Linked DNA regions of Mus musculus: region 1 is linked to region 2. A link is a contact called in public Hi-C data. All regions are on one chromosome and are shown on one strand. The core of a region is the stretch at or near the end of the contact, and the rest is flanking DNA. Distances in the headings are between cores, read along the strand shown. Region 1 overlaps Emb (embigin). Region 2 holds the start of Emb (embigin).

Region 1 (3,778 bases), core at 524-3,023, 47 kb after region 2:
TAGAGCTTCAGAAAATGCCTAGAGGCAGCTTAAACAATGAGTCCTCTGCCTTTTGTATTATTGCTGATTAGGACAGGGTAGCTGGAAATGTTTCTAACACTTAAATTGTAAAAACAAATATCCACTGTGGTATTTGGAATAGATAGTCTAATGAATCCATGCAGATGTGATAGCAGACAAACTGGAGCCTAAGTCAACTTACATTAATGTCATAGAATGCTCTTCTCTGCATCCTTGTGCTTTTCTGTATGAATCATCCTTTAGACTTGGCATTGAGCCTGGTCATAATCGGCTGTGAGACAGGGTCAGCGAAGGGGTCACAGGTCAACATTTTGGGTCAAGACCATTTCAAGATAAAAGTCATCATTATTGTCAGAATTAGCTCTGAACTTTCTTAAACTTCAGCCCTTGGATTTATTGTCTCTGATTCATATGGTAGTTTTTGTCATGAATATTATAGGCCATGCTGCCTGTCTACCTAGAGATGGGCAACGGTCTTTTTTTTCCCTCTTCCTAAATACATTTGCAGAGAATTCTTCCATTGGATAACCTCTGAGAACATTTGTATACAGATTAGCGCTTAATTGAACATCTCGGGCAAGTAAGAGAGTAGCGAAGGCATCAAAAGTCCTGCGAATTAAATTTAATTTAAATAGATTAAGCATCACAGCTTCTAGGTATGAGTGTGAGGAAAGCCCAAGAGATCTCAGAAGCCAGTCAGCCTGGGAGAAAAAGAAACTGGGACACGAAAAGGAGGAATTGGGATCTACGACATCACAGTGCGCTGCTCACTGGAGCTGCTGCTGACCATTCATGTAGGGAACTAGTGTTGTCAGGTTACTGTTATATCTTCAGAGAAATGACTAGAGGCGTATGGTTTTGTGTCTGTCTTTGTGGACAGATAGTCATACATGAGAATGAAAACCCAAGACGACTGGGCACGATTTTCTGCCTTGAATTCTCACCTAATAGTTGCTAATGACGACCTAGACGGCTACCTGTAGGTTTAGACATTCAGGGCTACATCCTCACAGCTGAAAAATCTTTTTATTCTTGCTTGCTGCTGGAAAACCAGAACCCTGCTAGGACTTTAAAGGTCTGTTTTATATAATGCCTCATAAATTTTAATATGCCCCTTTCTGGTAAATGGTTTTCTTGGCTCTTTCAGCCTTGCTCAGAATTAGATCACATGGGACGCGCATCTCTTTGCATTATGTAAGGGTTTTAATGTCTCCTCCTTGCCTTAGGTTCCCATTGACGCTCACTCGAATGAAAAGTATATCATCAATGGTTCCCATGCCAATGAAACAAGGCTCAAGATTAAGCATCTTTTGGAGGAAGATGGAGGATCCTACTGGTGTCGTGCCACCTTCCAGTTAGGGGAGAGTGAGGAGCAGAATGAGCTGGTTGTGCTGAGCTTCCTGGTGCCCCTCAAGCCATTTCTGGCCATACTTGCCGAAGTCATCCTCTTGGTGGCCATCATTCTGCTTTGTGAAGTGTACACACACAAGAAAAAGAATGACCCAGGTGAGATTTCTTACTTTTTTTCTATTTTGTTATCACTTAACTATGATGCGTAATATGGCTTTGCTCAGTGTAGTCACTTAAAAGCTCTGGGGAAGGGCTGGAAGGCTGGCTGGGTAAAAGCAGTGATTAAATAAGTGTAGAAATTTGAGTTGAAGTCTGCAGAGCGTATGCTGCAAGCCTCTGTGATCTCAGTAAAGGAGGGAGGTAAAGGTAGGAGATGTCTAGAAGCTTAGGCTAATCAGCCCGACATCCACAGTAGAAAAGAGCAAGAAGATCCCGTCAGGGTGGACATCAAGGCCGAACAGACACCTGAGGTCAGGCTGTGACCGTCATACCCAGGCACTGCTCCTGCACACCGGCATTCACATGTGCAAGCCAAAAAACCATGATTGATTAATATAAATGGTATTAAAGAGTGAGTGTGCGCGCACACGCGCACGTCGGGGCTCGTGCACATGTATATTTAGAGGTCACAACACAGACTTGAGTATCTTCCTTAGGAACGCTGTCTACTTCATTTTGACATATGGTCTTTCACTGTACTGATAGTCACCCATTAGGCTGGAGTGGTGAGCCACTCAGCTCTAGGTCTCTTCTCGTTTCCCTGTCCCCGCCCTGGCATTCATTACAAATGTGCATTACCACTCCTGGCTTTTTATGTGCGTTCTGGGAATTGATCTTCCGGCCTTGCTATTCTGCGCCAAGTGCTTTATGACTAAGCTATATCTATCTCCATTTCAAAACTGTTTTATCAACTCTTCGAGATTCTTATAAAAGTCAAAGCTGCATTAGTGTTGTTTACAACCCATATCTGTTGGGATGCGATATCCTTGATAAAATTGTCGTTTATTCTGTATTTATTTTCTGATTTTTATACTGTTAAAAAAAAAAAAACAGTGGCAGGCTGGAGATATGTCTCAGCGATTAAGAGCACTGACTGCTCTTCCATAGGTCCAGAGTTCAATTCCCAACAACAACATGGTGGCTCACAACCATCTGTAATGGATCTACTAACGTATCTGAAGATAGCTACAGTATCACATATACATAAAATAAATAAATAAATAATTCTTTAACAGTAAACTAAACGGACTTCAGTGGCATCACAGGTTTGAAAAAAAAAAAAGCCTCACGTTGCCAAACAGCTCTTGATTAGAGATCCAGGTAAAGTCTGGCATCGTGTTGAGAGGGAGCAGAGGGAGGCATAGCTACTGAAGGCGGCAGGTCTGCCCCTTCCAGTGAATAGTGTTGTTAGAGGCAGGTCCAACTGAGGTGTAAAAGTAGCACCATGTCCTTAACTGCCATGTCTTTCCTGTTTGTTGTCATACAGATGCTGGGAAAGAATTTGAACAAATTGAACAGCTGTAAGTATTATTTTTTAATTTTTTTCACCTATACAAAATCAGATTAATATGAAATTAAGTAAAATGTTTGTAGTTAGAAACAAGAAGACAAAAGATGCTGATGTGCATGCAGTTTCCTATATATATCTGTGTGATGCTGAAGTTTGGTATACAGTCTACCCCTCCATCACTTACTGGTCTGTACTTCTTGTTTTGTTTATACAAACATTTTCATAACGCTACTACTCTATGTACCTTCGTTGAATTAAGTTATAAGTATAAATGGTTAGGACAGACTTTTGTACACAATAACCAGAAATGAGTATTAATTTTTAAGTGATTCTTTACCTTGATCACTGATGAAAACATTCTTAAGACTATAATATTCTTGAGGCTAGAGAAATGGCAGAGTGGTTAAGAGCATTTGATGCCCTTGCAGATGACATGCGTTTAATTCCTAGCACCCACATAGCAACCCACAACGGTTTATAAGAACAGGTCCAGAGGATTTGATCTTCCCTTTGCCTTCTGGAGGCATGAGCTTACCAGTGGGACACACATGTATGCAGGCAAAGCATCCACAGGAAGAAAAATAGAAGAGGAAAAAATGAGTACAGTGTATCCAGTGTATGAAGAAAAATAGAAGGGGAAAAGATTGCAGTGTATTCATACAAAGAAAAATAGAAGGGAAAAAGAGTACAATGTATCCATTGTAAGAAAACTAGAAGGGAAAAAAGATTACAGTGTATCCACAGGAAGAAAAATAGAATGGAAAAACATTACAATGTATCCATACAAAGAAAAATAGAATGGAAAAATATTACAATGTATCCATACAAAGAAAAATAGAAGGGAAAAAGATTACAGTGTATCCATAGGAAGAAAAATAGAATGGAAAAACATTACAA
Region 2 (4,198 bases), core at 1,094-3,593:
GGCTCCCTGGAGGAAGCACAGTTCTCTTGTTCAGTAGTTTAGTCTATCAGGTAAGTTTCTTTCTGCAAAAAGTGTTGGCATTTAGGCTCCGCCCCACAGTTACCTGGCAACAGCCAGATGTGCCTGACTCACTATAAAAGGGACTGCTTTCTCCCTTCTCTCTCTCTCTCTTGTTGCTCCCCATTCCCCTTCCCCTCTCTCTCCACATACTCATGGCTGGCCTCTTCTCTCTCTCTCTCTCTCTCTCTCTCTCTCTCCTTTCTCTGTCTCTACTCCCTCAACTCTCTTCCCCATTCCCTGAATAAACTCTATTCTATACTATACCTTCCTGTGTGGCTGGTCCCTCAGGGGGAGGGGATGCCTCTGCATGGGTCCCCAGAGGCACCCCTTCCCCCACATCTGACTGCACAGCCACCTAACACATTCCTTCGCTCCTCTTTATTTTTATAAAACACAACATGAAGTACTTGTCATTTGGGGGGAATCTTTATTTTTTTAATCTTATTTGAATTTATAATTATCAAGGCTAGCTTTTAAAGAGTAAGAGGTCATGACTGTAGTGATGGCTCAGCAGTTAAGAACTACTCTTCTAGAGAAGACTAGGGTTTGATTCTCAGCATCCACATGATGGCTGACACTGTTTGTAACTCAGGTTCTAGGGATCCATTGCCCTTCTCTGGCTTCCATGGGCACCAGGCACACATGCGATACAGACCTACATGCAGGCAACACCCACCCCCACCCGCACACAATGTATTGGCATGCTGTGGCATGCATTCGTGGAGGCTGAGATAGAGGAACTGCATGACTCCAGGGCCTGGGGGCTAGCCTCAGCAACACAGCCAAATTATGTCTAAGACACACCAAACAAAAAACTCCAGAAAAGACCTGTCCCCTGGAGAGATGGCTCAGAGGTTAAGAGCACTGACTGTTCTTCCAGAGGTTCTGAGTTCAAATCCCAGCAACCACATGGTGGCTCACAATCATCTGTAATGAGATCTGATGCCCTCTTCTGGTGGTCTGAAGACAGCTACAATGTACTCATATATAATAATAATAATAATAATAATAATAATAATAATAATAATAATAGACCTGCCCCCACCTCAGGCAAGCATTCCATCACAACTAGTATTTGCTGTGTTACACAGAGACACTATTATCTTCATAGAGACCTCAAACAAAAAGGTAAAAATTGCTACGGGTCGCGTTTAATGCCCTCAGCGTAAATGACATGACTTTTCTTCTTCTCCATGTATAAGCCCACAGTTTTCCAGGAATCTCACCTGCAACCCCATTTACAACAAAAGGAAATGTCTTAACTATCCGGTAGAACGCTTGCAGTCCATGTTTTGATCTTATCAGACTGTAACTCCACGAAAGGCGCCCCTGTAGCCACCCTACAAAAAGGAGGGATGGGGGGAGGGGCTCTTAGCAGCCCCTTTGAGTTGTAACTTGGGAGCCACCAAAATGGTCTTTATGGTTACTGTTAAAACACAGCTCTGAAACCCATGCACCTGGTCTTGGATGTGTCTTATTGTTATTAGCCCTCATATTTAAATCTACTCTGAGAAAACCCTCTTTTTAATTAACTCCAGCTCTGCTTCATACCACATCATTCTTTAATTCCTTCCTTCAGTTTTACCTGAGTGGAGGTTCCTAAGGGACAAAGGGCTACTAAGTAGGGCTTGCTGAGTGCCCCGGATTTAAGGCTCACTAGTTTTAACCTAGACGCCTTTCCCGCTGAATAGGAAAACAATTGTTTTGAACTATCTCAATTTATTTGATAGGAGAGTAAGAAACTTCAACCTCCGGCCCCGCGTGGGTAAGAGATAACATTGTATTCCACAATGTTTGACAAAGATGAATGGCCTTCTGCCATTTACACAGAATCCCCTTAACTTAGTTTTTGTTTGGTGAGCTCTTTGGCGCCAGGAGAGCTGTTGCCGCAAGCAAACAAAGGGAAACACACTGTGGGGCCTAGGGACTCTGAAATCTTAATCCGGAGGGAACTGGCCAAACCTTCAGAGGGGGAGGGTATGCACGACTAATAGAAAGCTCTGAGAAACATTAATTTAAGTACCGGGCTTGGGGGCACTGAATAGCGCCCTCGGTCTGGTAAGAAGAAACCTTTGCACATCCAAAGATGTATAGGAGCAGAACTATCCGGTCCTTTTCACCTGTCACATCAAAGTAAATGTGTGAACCCATCCAACGGATGGAAAGAACACTCTGTGGGGAGTTGCAACCCCTCCGGGAGGTGATGGGGTACACACACCTGGCTGGCTCCAGGAGCTAGGTCCCTCCCCAACCTGTGTTAGCCAGAGGGTGGGGGCGGGAGAGGATTCGGCGCCGAGGTTGCACAGCACATCCGGGCGCGCCGGTAGCGGGCTGCGGGCTGCATAATTGATGGAAGGCCGGCGCAATTGCGCTGGGAGCGTCTCGGGGGTGGAGGCCAGGGCGGCCGGGCCCCTCCCACTCGGTTTATTCTCGAGTGTCCTGTCCCCAGGACTGGCAGTGGGCGCCCAGTTACCAGCAAGTGTACACAGGGACCAACGGAGACGGATCGCAGCGAGCTGAGGGTGCCTTAGCGACCTCCTGGACAGACCCGCCCGCGCCATGCGCTCGCACACTGGCCTGAGGGCGCTTGTGGCGCCTGGTTACCCGCTCCTCCTTCTATGTCTTCTGGCGGCGACGCGCCCTGATCCGGCTGAGGGCGATCCCACAGGTACCTGGGGGGTTCGGGGGGCTGGCGCGGGGAGGGCTCTGGGTTCACCGGAAGAGGCTCAGTGGCGGCGACCCTCCAGCCCGACGACATCCCTTGCCGCTCGCGCAGGGGCCGCGGGGATGCAGGCGCAGGCGGCTACGGAGCGGAGAGGGGGGTGGCCTTTCATTGGCTGGGCGCGGGTTACCCAAGGAGGAAACGTGGGAGCCCGGGTGGCTCCGCATCCGCCGGGTATAGGGATGATCCCGTCCCAGTAAAGCTCAGTTTGATCCTGGGAGCTGGTAGTGAGACAGGGTCGGATTTTTCCTAGGAAGTGGGCAAATAGAGTGCGTGGGTTTGTGCGGGGGAGACTGGGGGCTTCTGCTAGTGTGGCATGATTATGAGTCCACATTCCGCGAGGCCGGCTCCCTTCATTAGAGCCACAGCGAGGCTCTCGTATCACCTTTCCTCCTGGCAGGTGTTGAAATTGAGTATGATTTTTAGAGCAGAGGGTAAAAATCGCGATAGCCAGCCAACTCAAACAAGCCCAGATAAGAAAATTAGACGTGTGTGTTGTCTTTTCATAACAATCTTTATAAAAACAAAACATTTTTCAAGGGTGTTGGGTTGCGTGTTTACGGCATGCGGACAGAAGGATTTCCGTGAAAAACATTACCGGGTCAAGATCTATTTTGCCACCTTAACTCACCTTTTTATACTTTATGTGTTGCAAGCGATCCAATGCTTTTCAGTGCAAGTTCCTGTGTCTGTGGCAGGTTAGCTCCCATTTAAGTCACCACTAACTTTCTTAAGCAGTTGAAAGACTGGCTTTACTGGGAACTAAATCCAGACATTATTCCACACAAGGTTTTGCGCTATTATAAATTATTTCCATGAGGTTATAGCATGTAGATTGGTTAAACATAGTATAAAAGAAAATGGTCAAAAGGACACACACACACACTGTTAACTTGGATTCTTCTAGTCCCTAGATTTTCTTGTTCCACATGTTTTCCATCATAATAGTTTAGGACATGACCTTACCAGGCGAACCTGGTTCTTCGGTCCTCTTCCATGCATCATTTATCATATGCTTCTGAAAAATATAGCCTCTTTTTCTAACTCGCTTCTTTTGCCTCCCCGCTTCCCCTTTCCGCTCCCAGCTCCTTCCCTCCCCCTCTCTTCCTTTCTTCCTCCTTCCCCCTTCCTTCTTTCTTCCCTCTGCACTTCCCTCTGCTGTTGTCTTCCTCCTTTCCGTGAGCGTGGGCCTGCGTGGACAGAAGCACCTCCACCTTGGAACTACAAATCCAGCCTACACTATTGTTTTGAGATTCAGTGTCTCTTGGGTTAGTTCTAGAAGTTTGCCTTCTCCACTTGGCAGTGGTGGGAACTTTTTCCCCAAGAGCTTTAAAAAGACCGATCTCCAGGTCTTGCCCTAGAAACAACTGATTCTTTTAGCATAGAAGTCAGCCTGGACATTAGCAGTTTGGAAAA

The links. A called contact is a pair of places that touch in the nucleus more often than the background predicts.
Region 1: a contact with region 2 is called in a Hi-C map of the N1E-115 cell line, with 1.9 times the contacts expected there. The contact joins the enhancer-like site here to the promoter of Emb in region 2. A contact is called at or near these places in 3 of 39 promoter capture datasets (the C10 cell line, liver and neutrophils), 1 of 15 datasets of contacts at CTCF or cohesin (CD8 T cells), 3 of 484 Hi-C or Micro-C datasets (the N1E-115 cell line, bone marrow-derived macrophages and nephron progenitors), 12 of 115 datasets of contacts at active chromatin or transcription factors (CD8 T cells, the HPC-7 cell line, bone marrow-derived macrophages and 5 more) and 3 of 9 other capture datasets (adipose tissue, liver and pancreatic islet).

The regions. Positions count from the first base shown.
Region 1 is chr13:117,266,073-117,269,850 of GRCm38.p6, forward strand. It overlaps Emb (embigin), which reads left to right. Exons shown (of 9, transcript NM_010330.4): 6 at 1,248-1,527; 7 at 2,858-2,891. Among named protein-coding and RNA genes, the nearest start is that of Emb, 47 kb to the left of the region's middle. Within about 2 kb of position 1,774, at least 3 of the 459 cell types and tissues checked have an H3K27ac peak or open chromatin away from gene starts, as enhancers often do. A contact at or near this core is called in the N1E-115 cell line, where this site is marked.
Region 2 is chr13:117,218,230-117,222,427 of GRCm38.p6, forward strand. It overlaps Emb (embigin), which reads left to right and starts at 2,344. Exons shown (of 9, transcript NM_010330.4): 1 at 2,344-2,728. The coding sequence starts at 2,620.